2 separate regions of the Sus scrofa genome follow, and region 2 is linked to region 1. Evidence: chromatin contacts called from public Hi-C data. All regions are on one chromosome and are shown on one strand. The core of a region is the stretch at or near the end of the contact, and the rest is flanking DNA. Distances in the headings are between cores, read along the strand shown. Region 1 has its middle 16 kb from the start of AHCY. Region 2 overlaps NCOA6 (nuclear receptor coactivator 6).

What was found. A called contact is a pair of places that touch in the nucleus more often than the background predicts.
Region 2: a contact with region 1 is called in a Hi-C map of alveolar macrophages, with 4 times the contacts expected there. The contact joins two enhancer-like sites. A contact is called at or near these places in 15 of 47 Hi-C or Micro-C datasets (alveolar macrophages, blood, embryonic fibroblasts and 7 more) and 2 of 2 datasets of contacts at active chromatin or transcription factors (alveolar macrophages and skeletal muscle).

What each region holds. Positions count from the first base shown.
Region 1 is chr17:37,758,975-37,761,618 of Sscrofa11.1, forward strand. No RefSeq gene overlaps it. Among named protein-coding and RNA genes, the nearest start is that of AHCY, 16 kb to the left of the region's middle. Within about 2 kb of position 1,352, at least 23 of the 83 cell types and tissues checked have an H3K27ac peak or open chromatin away from gene starts, as enhancers often do. A contact at or near this core is called in alveolar macrophages, where this site is marked.
Region 2 is chr17:38,158,724-38,161,367 of Sscrofa11.1, forward strand. The region is part of intron 5 of NCOA6 (nuclear receptor coactivator 6); the gene reads right to left. Among named protein-coding and RNA genes, the nearest start is that of TP53INP2, 56 kb to the left of the region's middle. Within about 2 kb of position 1,343, at least 1 of the 83 cell types and tissues checked has an H3K27ac peak or open chromatin away from gene starts, as enhancers often do. A contact at or near this core is called in alveolar macrophages, where this site is marked.

The DNA.
Region 1 (2,644 bases), core at 102-2,601:
TTTATTTATAGATATGGAACAATCCATTGTCAAGACGAAATATTAAGTGAAGGAAAAAGAAAGGATTGGCAGAACAGTGGGCCTAGTATGTTATTGTGTAAAAAGAAAAAAAAACCTTGCAAATAGGTTTTTGCCTATTTTCATACATAGGCATGTAGATAAATAGATGCATACGTATCAGGCTGTGTTCACAAACAACTACTAACAGTGCTAGAGGAGGGGCTGTCCGCCCACTCTGCTGAAGGCCACAGGGGACAAATAATTGTCAGACCCCCCCTTCTCCCCAGCCTGGCGCCAGCAGCAGGCTCTGGGGAGGCTGAGGGGCCCGGGAAACAATGGGCAGAGACAGACCAGGCCCTGTGGCCTCATCGCCCGCCCTTTGAACCCGCCCTTTAGTTGTTTGCTTTTGCCGACATTTAGGTCCCCAGCTTGGAGGGTGGAGAGGGGCGGAGAGGGGCGGAGAGGGAAGGAGCCTGTCCATTGGCCAAGGGGCCCTCCCGACTGCCTTGCTCAGATTCGGGATTAATTGGGATGCTGAGGACAAGGATGTCTTCTTTGGGGGATGAGATAAAAGAATACAGTTCTGGGACACCCCCACTGCTCCACCCCATCAGGGTGTCTCCCCCTCTCCCCAGTTCCTTCCACGCCCCTAACTCCAGGCCCCCTCAAGTTTGTGAACTTCCCTTGGGTCCGCTTTGGCTTTGATGTCACTGCTGGGCAGTGGAGTACTGAAGCGGGGGTTTTCTTAGAGAGCTTGGAACAGCCTCTCCCCCACGCTGCCACTTAATGCTTCTCATCCCAGACCGCCACGTGGAAAGCACCCAATATTTGTGGAATGAATTAACACTCCCAGATGTCTGCCTAGGAGCCCGCGTTGTGGTGTTTCTCGTCTTCAGCCCTCAGACCTGGCTGTCTTTGGGATGGGGGTCACAAGCTCCCCAAGTCCGACTTATGTCCCCAACTGAGACTGGGTGTCCTCTTGACTCAATTCGCATTCCAGTCCAGGCTCCCATGATCCTGTTATACTAACACTTACTGGGAGCCTGGTCCAGGGACCCTAGGAACCCAGAGGTCTGGGATTTTACTTCTTCATTTCTCAGATGATCCTTTCCCTTGAGGAGAGATAGACACGGAACATGGGATGTTCTGAGAGCTTGAATCAGGGCTGCCCCGGGTCCGGAGGTCGTCCTGAAGTGGAGAAAGGACGAGTTCAGCCGACAAAGAGGAAGGAGGCTGCTCCCCAGCACGCTGCCCCTCTGCTGGGCTCCTTTTGTTGGGAGTCCCAACAGCACCCCCACCTCCGAACTGCCTCTCCGTCTGGAGCCCATCTTTACCCAGTAGTGCCAGGAGAGGGCACCCTGCTCCTAGCTTTGGCTTCAGCCTGCCGCACCCTGTGATCTCACATAAAACCCCTGGGAGATGGGCAACATTTTTAAATGTAGGACTTCCCATTGTGGCGCAGCGGAAACAAATCTGACTAGTAACCATGAGGTTGCAGGTTCAGTCCCTGGCTTTGCTGAGTGGGTTAAGGATCTGGTGCTGCTGTGAGCTGTGATGTAGGTCGCAGATGTGGCTTGGATCATGTGTTGCTGTGCCTGTGGCATAGGCCAGAGAGTGAAGCTCCAACTCAACCCTAGCCTGGGGGAACCTCCATATGTGCAGGTATGGCCCTTAAAAAAATGCACTTTATTGCTACCTCTCATAGAAGAAACTAAGGTTCAGAGAATTTTGATGGACATGGCTAGAGGGTAGTCTTTTGACTTGGTTTGAGTCTTTAGCCTGTGGAAGTATCTGCTCTGGGTATTGATAGTGACACCTAGAATAATGATATCAGTTAACATTTGAGTACTTCTTATGTGCCACTCTATAAGGTAGGTGCTGCAATTATACCCATCTTACAGATTTAAAAAAAACTGAGGCTTCTAGTTAGGAAGTGCCAATGATGTCTGGTCTAGAACCTCTGCTAATAAGCACAGTGCCACCCTGCTTTCCATAATGCCCTCCCCCACCACCCTACGTTCATTTGAGAGTGCTAGGACCCAAGAAGGAACAGGAAAAGACCTTGCTCCCCTAAGTGCCATCTTAGTGAGCATGTGTGTGTATGTGTGTATACGGTCATACAAACCCTTGCACATGTCCATTCACACCTGTATACATTCCCAAAAGCAAAAAGCAGGAAAAAAAAAAAAAAGCACCTGTATACATTCCCCACCGTCACACCCAAATACACACACACATATTTCACATTCTCACATACTGACACGTATTCAGACTCTTACCCACACTCTGTTGGGTTCAGCCGTTGACTGGGCTTTAACTAACTGCCAGGACCCTGAGGCCCAAGGGAGCTTCAGCCAGTGATGTGTAAACTCTGTGTGATGCTCCGCTCCTCCCTTCTTCTTCCCTTGCATTCATTCCAAAAACATTGCTGGGAATCGCTCAGTGGAACACCAGTGGGTGACTCAGACCTGGCCCCTGCCTTCAAGGAGCTTCCTTCCTGTGACAGCCACTCCCACACAGATCATCCATGCTGGGACAGGTCTGAGCAGAGTGTCCAGAGTGGACAGAGGGGTCAGCCTGGGGCTGTGGAGGTTTCTCAGAGGAAAAGGTACCCACTTGGGTCTTCAGAAAAAGCTAGGCAGAA
Region 2 (2,644 bases), core at 93-2,592, 400 kb after region 1:
ATTTATCTTACTTAACCTAATACATCCAATGTATTATTATTTCAATTTATAATATAAAAATTATTAATGAGATAATTTTATATTACTTTTTGGGGGTGCTAAGTCTTCAAAATCCAGTATGTATATTACCCCACTTATAGCACATATCAGCCTGAACTAGTCACATTTCCAGTACTCAGTAGTCACATATGGCTTGTGGTTACCAGAATGTTCACCCCAGATGTGGTCCTTGCCTATCTCTCTAACCTCAATGCACACTACTTTCTCCTTCAATCGTAAGGATTCAGCCTCAGGGCCATTTTTTTACTTTGTAAGGCATACAAACCCAATTCTCACCTCAAGGCCTTTGCATGTATGTTGTTCTCTCTGCCTAAAACAGTTCTCCTGCACTCTTCACATAAACCAACTTCTTAATTTTCATGTAATCTTAAGAGTCACATGTTCCAAAAGGCTTTCTCCAACCATCTTATCCAAAGTTAGGTCACCCTTATCAGAACATCTTGTTATTTCTTCTAGAGCACATCCTATGTAGTTACTTACTCATTCACTTATTTTCTTGTCTGCTTCCCCTTTATATCTGTTATCTAGCATAGTTATTAATAGTTAATTAATAGTTTTTAATAGTACCCCCTCTTCACTCTCAAAAGTTTCCTAATTTAGATGATAAATTAGATGGCTATCTTAATTATATCCTTTAAACACAGAACAGTGCTTGGCACACGGGAGGCACTCATTAGCTATTTACAGAATATATGATAAGAACATCTTATCATAACTTTACAAAGAAATATAGGCATTTTTCCAAATGATAAATGCATTCCTAGAAAACCTCACATTCTATAAACTCTCACACCGAAAATAACAAGGTTTATGGGAAAAACAGTGTTGAGGCAAACTCAAAACACATGTGGCTTTGAAACCAGAGCTCTAACAAAAACACAAATTAGTGGAGGAGTTCCCATCGTGGCTCAGCAATTAACGAATCCAACTAGAATCGATAAGGATGCGGGTTTGATCTCTGGCCTCGCTCAGTGGGTCAAGGATCTGGCTTGCCATGAGCTGTGGTGTAGGTCGTAGACACAGTTTGGATACTGCATTGCTGTGGCTGTAGTGTAGGCCGGCAGCTGTGGCTCCAACTGGACCCCTAGCCTGGGAACTTCCACATGCCTCGGGTGCAGGCCTAAAAGTACAAAGCAAACAACAACACACACCACACACACAAATTGGTGGAGACAATATGCCCAAAGACACTAGTATGGAAATGCCTGGTTAAAGGTGTGAGGAAATGTAGATGCAGTGGAGCTTTGAGGCAGTGAGGCTTCCACTGAAGCGGGAACAGGAAGAAGTGAAACTTGTCACATGTCAAGAGCCATGCAATACTGAGGGTGTATTTCTGGGGAAGATATCTGAGTGTAACTTCTCATCCTTAATTTTCCTGAAATTAAGCTGAAAGGACTCCTACATATCTAGCAACTAAACTAAAGGCTTTTTTCTTCTTCTTGTGGATAATTTTCTTTCTTCTTTTTTTTTTTCTGGTCGCCCCCAAGGCACATGGAGGTTCCCCAGTTAGGGATTGAATCAGAGGCAGAGCTGTGACCTACGCTACAGCTGCAGCAATGCTGGATCCTAAACTCACTGCACCGGACTGGGGATCGAACTGACATCTGGATCAATCCCACTGCACCACAGAGACAAGCTGGATTGTTAACCCAGTGCACCACAGAGGGAACTCCTCTTATGGATAATTATCCTTCTATTCCTACTATTCTAACACCTCTTGCCCAGGGGGAAAAAAAAAATCTCATACGAATAAACACAATTTCCATACTATACTGACGTTATTGTCCTATTTTCCAATTACACATAAGCTAGCTGTTTTCAAGGAAACACACATAGAGAACACTACTGACTCCCAGACTTGCTGATTTGGGTCAGTAAACCTTGGCCTGTGTGCCAAATCTAACCTGCTGCCTGTTCATTTAAGTAAAGTGTTCCTAGAACATAGCACCTTCATTCATTTACATATTGCCTATGGCTGTTTTTGCACTACAACTGTAGAGCTGAGTTGACTTGACAAGAGATCTTCTGGCCAAAAATATTAATTCCCTGCCCCTTTACACAGACGCCTGCTTTAAATCACCATGAATTTTTACAGAGCGGTCAAAAAAACGTCCTCAGAAAAGACACCTCCTTTACTGAAACTCAAAAGACGGGTACAGGAAGTATTCTTCAATGGAGAATAAACTGCAGGAGGAACAACCTGTCCCTCCACTCCTGCAGCAGACACCATGACAGTGGCAGCACCTTCTCTTACAACTTAAAAGGCATTAGACCATCACCAGTTTCACAAAAGCAACAGTTGCTGCCACCACTTAAACTCCTGCCTGAATTCCTAGGGAGTATGGAATGAGAAAAGGAGATCACCTGGGACACATATGCGTAGGCTCAAAGTTAAAGAACCCTTTTCTGTAATGTGATAATCATTGCCCTATGTGGAGTTCATAATTTCTTGCAATATGATTTCTATTTTGCTTCCTTGATGATACTTGCATTTTAATTTGTGGAACCAGTCTTACCCTTTAAAGAACTTGGAGGATGTAGATATGATTAAGAGAAGAAACCAGTATCTCCTTTCTTCAGTGGA